3 separate regions of the Mus musculus genome follow, and regions 2 and 3 are each linked to region 1. Evidence: chromatin contacts called from public HiChIP or PLAC-seq data. All regions are on one chromosome and are shown on one strand. The core of a region is the stretch at or near the end of the contact, and the rest is flanking DNA. Distances in the headings are between cores, read along the strand shown. Region 1 holds the start of Klhl42 (kelch-like 42). Region 2 holds the start of Fgfr1op2 (FGFR1 oncogene partner 2). Region 3 holds the start of Itpr2 (inositol 1,4,5-triphosphate receptor 2).

Region 1 (2,824 bases), core at 272-2,771:
ACTTTGATGAGCTGTCTGCCCACTACAGACAGAGACTTCTTGGGCCAAGGCGGATGGAGAGCAGCACTGATCTGTGGCTATGAACGTAAGTATTCAGAAGGTAACTTGATAGCATATCCATTTAGCAAAGCAACAGCAGTGAGCCCCTTAGGGCTGTGACCCTGAGCACCAATTGTCAGTGTTTAATGATCAATGACAGCTTCATCCACTCAATGATGACATTAAACAACGTGTTCATGAAGCCTTGATACTACTATAGCTTAAATACTTTGTAACAAAGAAGTTTATATGTATTTGTCTTTATGCCCAGCTTTTTAGAACACTGTGTGGTTTACTGAAGTTATTGGATCTTTTAAGATGCCCCATCGTATGGCCAGGGGTTAAAATCTTGCAGGAGCGGTGCCCAGTATTGTCAGGTACCACTTCAGATTGCAGTCCAGCTGACCTCACTGTGGTAATGTGACCAGGGTTGAATTGCCTCTCTAATGAGAATCATTCTCAAAGGTTGGCTTTCTGGTTTGTTTTAAAAGGCAAGAGAATACCAGTTGGTCTGGAAACAAAAGCTTCCATTGGTAAAGATTCTAAAGAGCCAGAGACTAAGAGCCTGTTCTTCTGGTGACTCACTGAATCCTGCCTTGCTGATGGAGGCGCAGACAGATCCAGGTCCAGCCTTTTTTAAGTCAGCCCTCCCAGAAGCCCCCAGCCTGATGTCTAATGGTAGCTGTGGCATTTTGCCTTGCTGTAGAATCTACTAAATCCTTGGCCCCTCACCTGAAACCCTCCTCATACCCCAAACACTGAGAGTGACAGATGGGGAACGGAAGCCTGCCAGGAATGATTGCAGGCCTGTCAATCACGGGGCTGTGTTCCAAGTTTCTCAGAGTATCCAAGAAAGTAAGGCATAGCAAGCCTCAGGTCCATGTGTTGTGTCTCTTTCCCATGGGAAGGCCGGATCCTGCTAGAATGTTTTCTGTACTTCATAGTTCCTTACCTTTGTGTGTATTCTGCAGAATATAATGGCCGACAGCCCTCTCTCTGTGAAGCAGCCGACGGACACAGTAATGCTGGGGAATGCAAGGCAGGGCACCATGGGTACCAGGGCAGACACTATCGCTTCATTACAGCCTTTGGGATCCAGCCTTCTAACCAAGCGTCCCGCCAGGGAACATAGGAAAATGTTCTTTCCTAACAGCTATGATGGGATGGTGGTGGTGGGGTAGATAGGGATGAGAGCGGGCAAGTGCTACCCAGAGGGGACAGCTCTGACGCATCTTCATCTCCGCATCCCCATCTCCGCATCCTCTCCACCCACCTGCCCTTTTTGCTGCTCAGAGACTCTGCTGTCTTGGTGCTGGGGTTTGAACCATGCCACTGCCTGCCTTCCTATCTGTCTGTCTTGTCCATGGAGTTAATAACTCTTCTAATAAATTGCTTAGCCCTAGTAATCCGTTAGTCCACTCTGGAACCACCCCGCGGATCTAAAACCTCGCAGTACTGACTGGCCCAGGAAAACTCACACAGGGACTGTGGGGCTGCGGGAAACACCAGAAGATCAAGTACGGTGACTTGTGCGTAGGGGGCGAGCACCGCGAACCGACGCGTTTGTTTGTTTCCTAACAACACCGTGCTGGAGAAATGCACAGTGGTTAAGAGTGCACACTCCTGCTGCGGAGGACAGGAGCTCCGTTTCCGCGTAGGGCAGCTCACAACCGCCCTTACCTCAGGCTGCAGGGTGATCTGCCGCCTTTGGCTTCCTGGCACCTGCATTGTAGCGGAGGAACCCACATAGACACATGGATTAAAGATCAGAGAGGCCGTTTACTCGGAGGGCGTGTGACGCACCGGCGGGGCTGAGCCCGGGGCCCGCGGCCCGCGGCGGCGGAAGGAAGGAAGCGAGAGCGCAGGCCGGGCTCGGCGGAGGCTGTGCGCCCGGGGGAGGAGCCTGAGCGGCCGAGCGGCGGGGCGCAGCGGCCCAGCCATGTCGGCCGAGGAGATGGTGCAGATCCGCCTGGAAGACCGCTGCTACCCGGTGAGCAAGAGCAAGCTGATCGAACAGAGCGACTACTTCCGCGCGCTCTACCGCTCCGGCATGCGCGAGGCCGTGCGGCCCGAGGTGGGCCCGGAGGTGCAGCAGCTGCGCGGCCTGAGCGCTCCGGGCCTGCGGCTGGTGCTGGACTTCATCAACGCGGGCGGCGCGCGCGAGGGCTGGGGCCTGAGCGAGGACGAGCTGGCCGAGGCTAGTGTGCTGTCCGAGATGGTGGAGGCCGCGTCCTTTCTGCAGGTCACGGCGCTTCTGCGCTTGCTGCTGTCGCACGTGCGTCTGGGCAACTGCCTGGAGCTGTACCGCCTGGCGCAGGTGTACGGACTGCCCGACCTGCAGGACGCCTGCCTGCGCTTCATGGTGCTGCGCTTCCACCAGGTGCTGTGTCAGCCGCAATTCCCGCTACTGTTGTCGCCGCCGCAGGCCCCCGGGGACTGCAGCCTGAAGCAGAGGCTGAGGGAGGCCCGCATGCGCGGGACCCCGGTCCTGGTGGCCCTGGGGGACTTCCTCGGGGGACCCCTTGCCCCGCACCCGTATCAGGGGGAACCCCCGTCCATGCTTAGGTACGAGGAGACCACGGAGCGCTGGTTCCCCCTGGCCAACAACCTGCCCCCCGACCTGGTGAACGTCAGGGGCTACGGCTCAGCCATTTTGGACAACTACCTCTTCATCGTGGGTGGTTACAGGATCACCAGCCAGGAGATCTCTGCCGCACACTCCTACAATCCCATCACCAACGAGTGGCTGCAGGTGGCCTCCATGAACCAGAAGCGGTAAGTGCAA
Region 2 (2,700 bases), core at 12-2,511, 510 kb before region 1:
TGAAGTTAGTTCATACTTCTTTTTTTCTTTTACAAAGCACTTAAAATAGAAGAAAACATCTGTGCACATTGTATTTGATTCTTATGCCTACAAATCACAGATCTAATTCCTCAAATGTATTTATGGTGATCCTTGTTAGGGGCTAAGGGAAATCAACAGGAAAAGACTGACAGCAAAAGTACAACCCAAAATAGACACACATCTCCTACGGTAACTGCATATTGCGTCTTTCTATGGCTTCAAACTCATCCTCTCCCTCCACTTGCAATACACTACAGTAATTCACCACGTAGACCACAACAAGCAGATGCTATCCCATGCTGGCGAAGAGAAAACACTTCTAAAACTTTTTCTTATAAACACAGAACATGTGGTGCACTGCCCTGCTTCGCTCCTAAAATTTTACAGACCAAAAAAAAAAAAATTTTTTTTTTAAACCTACATTCTAAAGCACCTGGGAAACAGCAAGTGTTCAAGGTAACAAACCACCTTAGGGTCCCGCTATTACCTCCTGCTGCTCTGGAACGCACCGCCCCTCCCCGCCAAAGTCCCTGTCTGCAAACCTTCTGCACACACCTGACTGCAAGGGGGGTGGGGGGCGGCGAACGAGGTGAGTGGATGGGGAAGACCTCGGCATCGAGGTTCGCTTACTTTCGTGCCTGGTCCTGCAGTGAATGAACGGAGGCTGAGAGAGAAGGCGGACGAGGGTGGGTGGGGAGTCGGCGCACAGTCGGTCTGGTACAACCCGCAGAAGACTGACTGCCCGGCTCATCTCCCAACACTCCGGCTGCTTAAACGCAGGGGCGCGCGCATGCGCGTGCAAGCACAAGAGCGCACTCGGACTCGCGCGTGCGCACGGCGCTCTCGCACAGCCCCGCCATCTTCCCTTCTCCTTAGAAGCCACCAGAGGCCGAACCGGAAGAGGGCGGAGCAAGTGAGGGGAAAAAAAAAGCCTTTAACATTTGTTCCCAATCAACCGTAGGGAAGAACGGTCAGGACGACCCGAGAGATCCCCCCACAAAGTACTAAGCCACGGCCGGGACAAGCCAGCCTCGGCTCTGGACAGGCAGAGCCTACCCACCCAACCTCCCCTCTCCGCCTCCAGTCCGGGCCGGTAGCCCCTCGGAAAACACGCGAGAGTGTGCGAGCGGCAGAGCAAAACCTTGAGAGGGGGGCGAGGAGAGAAGCCCCGCCCCCTCCCCGTTCTCCAATCAACGGCCAGCCGTTTACCGGGGGTGGGGCCTTCGGGAACCAGCAGAGGGAAGTCTCGCGAGGCTTGTCGCTCAGCGGCTGCGGGTCGCGGAGGTTCTGGTCCGCCCGGGATGGGGCCGAGACGAGTGGGTTTCCCGTACGTCCCGCCGCTGTGTGAGCAGGACTGTGCGTCCGCTCGCTGAGCAGGCGCAGCGAGGGCGCGGAGACCACTCCGTGGGCACTCCACCTCGCGGGTGGTCGTCGCCCCAGGGGGACTGAAGCGCAGTGGAATAACTACACGCGTGGGCGAGCCTCTGAGCCGGGCTTCCTCTCTCCGTGCTCTCCCTGAGGTCCTGCCGGGAACTGAGGTACGGAAAGTTCCCTGAAAACCCTGGGCCTGCACGCCGCGGGACACCCCTTCCGGGTTCCCCTTCCTGCCACTCGGGAGCTCCGTGGGCGGTGGCCTGAGGGACTTGTCACTGTTGAGTTTACCTCAGCACACTTGACCGCGTTTGCGCCTGGGACTTAGCCACGGTCCTGAGGGAGCTGCTGGGATCGTTTGAGTCCCTCAGCGGCCTTCCAAATTCGGTTTCAAGTTGAAAAACTGGTTTTCTCCAGACAAATGTTTCAGAAGCTCCAAGTGTGTGCATTCCACCATTTTCAAGAACAGTGCAGTTCTCTGCTTTCAGAGTGATGTGTGTGGACAGGATGCTTATTGGTGTGTGTGGTCTGCACGCATTCTTTCTTTATCCCATTCTAAGGTTTTCTTTGAAAGACACATGCTTTTTATATTGCTACCAGCATCTGTGTCTGCTCCTCAAGAGTGAGGACTCTCTTTTCTTCCCGTCCTCCTTTCCAGAACACGGACCTCAGAACTGCCTACGTTCTGTATTCCACTCACACTGCACCAGGTTTTTTTGCTTCTTTCACTGTGACTGTTACAGTTGCCCTTCCTCCACCCCAAACCGGTGTCCCCGCCTCAGCCTTCCATACTTACTGTGACATGTATTCGCCTGAAACTTTTTCAAGTTCTAATTTAAGCATATCGATTCATCAGGGTTTTTTACCATCCTATCTCATCATATTTTACCTTTTCAGTGTCATCTTATTGCCACCCCTAATTCCTTTCCAAACACTGTGCCATGTGAGTCCATATAGTCTGCTAGAATGCTTGCTTTTCCTTCTGTCTTATCATCTATCAAAACCCAATTCATAGATGATTCTTTTTAGACTCCCTCCGGTGACATTGACAGTACAATGAACTCGGATAGCTCTTGACATAGTTTTGCAGTATTCATTAGGATGTATTATTTGTTCAATTACCTGTCTCTCCTGCCAGCTTGAACTTGAGTCTGGAATCATGTCTTATTCATGTTTAAAACAAATGCTATCTCAGTGTTGGCACAGAGCAAGCAATATATATATATATATATATATACACATACACGCACATATATATATTTATTTATAATGTCATTCTAAAGAATTTGATATAAAAATTCTGTCTCT
Region 3 (2,700 bases), core at 23-2,522, 590 kb before region 1:
CTCACAGCCCGGGGGACAGGACTCCAATACCTAACAGCTGAGAGCAGTCACCAGCCTCAATCTCCTCAGATAAGACAGTCTGAGGCAAGTCCTGTGAAGTAACCAAAAACTACCTGTGCACTAAAATATATCATAGAGTGCAATTAACTGTTCACCAGCGCGAACACCATGAAGGAATTTTCTAGAAACCAGAAATGGTCCTAACCTAACTAACACGCTGCTTTTCTGTATGATATACATCAGTATTTCCCCAGTTCATATACAAACTCGAATCACAAGGGCCTTGCAGTAGGCTGAACTCCTTTCACTGGGCGAAGGGGATGGACAGGGAGAGAGAATAGCTGAGTTCTAGAACCCTGGCTGCCCAGGAGGCCAGTTTTGGCAAAGCCTGAGGAGTGAGTCCTCCTTTGGCAAGGCCAAAAGGAAATTACTTCAGCGAAGAGGGGCTGGTAATCTCCTCCAGCAGGACAAAGCCACATTTGCGCGGTGCACATCGCCTACTTTCATGGCCAAAGCCTGGGACTTCAACCCACCCTTCTTTCCAGCCGCGCGCTGAGAACGGGCCATAGGGAAGATGAGGAGAAAACACACATTTTAATCAAAACAAGGCAGGGAAGGCAGGCTCGCAGGGCCTGTCTGGGGCGTGCGAACCACTTCCTCTTCTCGGATGTGTCTCGGGTTGGAGATTATGAAGTTGCTGAGAAGCGCTCGCGGCTTCCTGCGCGCTGAGACCTAGGGGACCCGGGGCTGTCCCAGGCGCAGACCCCAGACAAGCCGCGCGCCAGAGGGACAGGGACCCGAGTTGGCTGGCGCTGCTCAAAGCACGTCCTGCTTACCCCAGGGTGCTGATGAAGCCATTGACCGAGCCCTCCGCGTACAGGGACACGATGTCCCCAATGTAGAGGAAGCTGGACATTTTGTCAGACATGCTGCTTCACGCTCCTGTGGCTGTCCCTGCTGTCTCCGCTGCACGCAAGGGTGAGCTCAGGCCCGCTGGGTCAGAGGGGTCCAAGCAGCTCTGCTCGAGGAGCGGCAGCGAGGCCACCGCTGGGGACACTGCGATGGCCCCGCGCCGCCGTCGCCGCCCCTGCCCAGCAGTAGGTTTCCTGTTCCTGGCGAAGTTCTGTCCTACACCTTCGCTCCTCCTCCCTGGCCCGCGAGCCCTCTGCGTCCCCACAGTTCGCTCCCGGCCTGAGCGGAGCCTCTAGGTCCCCTTGGGGGACTCTTTAGACCAGGTGGCGGTGCCCACGGACCGAGAGGGCGGGGAGAAGCCCCGGGGAGGGGGGCGCGTGGCCAATCAAGCCTGGGCGGCCAGGGGCGGAGCGGGGCCGGGGCGGGGCCAGTTCTCGGGGGACGGGCCACCCCGAAGCGGCCAGGACAGAGGCGTGGGAGCCACGCTGGGCGGCGCTGCGGGGGTAACGGGGACTCAGCCGGGGGCATTGGTTCTGGCTCAGGGTGATCTTGGAGGGGCAGCCCCGAGACCAGCAGCGACAGTCTGGAGTGACTCCGGGAGGGGAGGGAAGACGACCCCAAGGACCCAGGAGAGACCCAGGACTTTCCAGATGCGGGCTGGGAAGGGGTGCAGTGCAGCCAGCGTAGACAGGACGACCCGGAGCGCGCAGAGACAATCCCTATTTGCAAAAGGCAAGGGACTTAGAGGGGTTTGGAGGAAAACTGCCGACACGAGGGTTCAGATGGAACCGGCCTTGAGGGACGCCGACTGGAAGAGGGCGCAGAGCAACCACGCTGCTTGGAACTTGGCGCGCCGGTGACAGTCCAGCTGAGAGTAGGAGCCCGCAGGCGATGGGGGTGGGAGGGGGTGGGAGTAGGGTGGGTGAAACGCTGTGGTGTTCGCACCACCACGCAGAGGCCTGGAGAATCCTGACCGTAAAAGCTGGAGTCTGAGTGGATGTATGTTTTGAGTGGAAAAGTTAATTGAGAGGGAGGAAAGGGTTGAAGAAGACACAAATGAAGAGAAGAGGAAAGGAGGAAACACTCCTGTGGAGCTGTTCTTGGATCCTGTTTTTCTTAAGTTCATGACTGGATAAAAGGATCCAGCAGCTGCAGCTGCTATGGTGACCACCCTGGTGACCGTCAGTGGGTGGGTCAGCGATGGCAGTGAGGGCTCACAAGTGAGGGTAACTGGGTTCCATCTCCAGGAACCGGTGACAGCCTTTGTAACCCCCCCCCCACACACACACACACAAGGTTATAATAAATAAAACTGGAGGCAGGACATGAGTGGGAGCAACCCCTCTGTTGTGTGTCAGTCCACCTCTAGAGTACTGTTTTAGAAATGTTTGGTCCTACCCTGTGGAAGATACTGAAGAGGCGAATGCCGTGATCAAACCACAGCTGACCAAAATCAGAGTTTAGGGGAGTTTTGCCTTCCAATTCAAAGATGCCTGGGATGGAAAGGTTTTAGACAGCAAGGAACAGAAAGGAAATGCCAGTCTCGAGTCTTGGTGTGGGACAAACCCCACCTTGTGTAGAAGCAGTGTATTCTCATTTCCAATGCCTCTCTTCCTTTTCCTCTCCCTCCCACCAACTGAGCCACATCACCAGCCCACAGATCTGGTGACTTAGTAGGTGAGAGGTGCCCATTAGGAGTTGTCCTGTCTACGTTCATATTGGTGTTGGGAAACAAGGGATGGGCTCTGAGTTATAAAATCTCTAGGTGAAACAAGATGGGTCTGGGAT

What was found. HiChIP or PLAC-seq counts read pairs in DNA pulled down with a chosen protein or histone mark.
Region 2: an H3K27ac HiChIP or PLAC-seq map of microglia shows a contact between it and region 1, with 6 times the contacts expected there. The contact joins the promoter of Fgfr1op2 here to the promoter of Klhl42 in region 1. A contact is called at or near these places in 1 of 39 promoter capture datasets (pre-B cells), 3 of 484 Hi-C or Micro-C datasets (CD4 T cells, LSK cells and regulatory T cells), 3 of 115 datasets of contacts at active chromatin or transcription factors (memory CD8 T cells, microglia and thymic regulatory T cells) and 2 of 9 other capture datasets (adipose tissue and liver).
Region 3: an H3K4me3 HiChIP or PLAC-seq map of the 230-238 cell line shows a contact between it and region 1, with 10 read pairs. The contact joins the promoter of Itpr2 here to the promoter of Klhl42 in region 1. A contact is called at or near these places in 1 of 484 Hi-C or Micro-C datasets (CD4 T cells) and 2 of 115 datasets of contacts at active chromatin or transcription factors (the 230-238 cell line and memory CD8 T cells).

What each region holds. Positions count from the first base shown.
Region 1 is chr6:147,089,554-147,092,377 of GRCm38.p6, forward strand. Klhl42 (kelch-like 42) reads left to right here and starts at 1,522. Exons shown (of 3, transcript NM_001081237.1): 1 at 1,522-2,814. The coding sequence starts at 1,979.
Region 2 is chr6:146,576,650-146,579,349 of GRCm38.p6, forward strand. It overlaps Fgfr1op2 (FGFR1 oncogene partner 2), which reads left to right and starts at 1,262. Exons shown (of 7, transcript NM_026218.2): 1 at 1,262-1,559. Ints13 (integrator complex subunit 13) reads right to left here and starts at 1,186. Exons shown (of 18, transcript NM_138757.2): 1 at 652-1,186.
Region 3 is chr6:146,500,951-146,503,650 of GRCm38.p6, forward strand. It overlaps Itpr2 (inositol 1,4,5-triphosphate receptor 2), which reads right to left and starts at 1,273. Exons shown (of 57, transcript NM_019923.4): 1 at 837-1,273. The coding sequence starts at 928.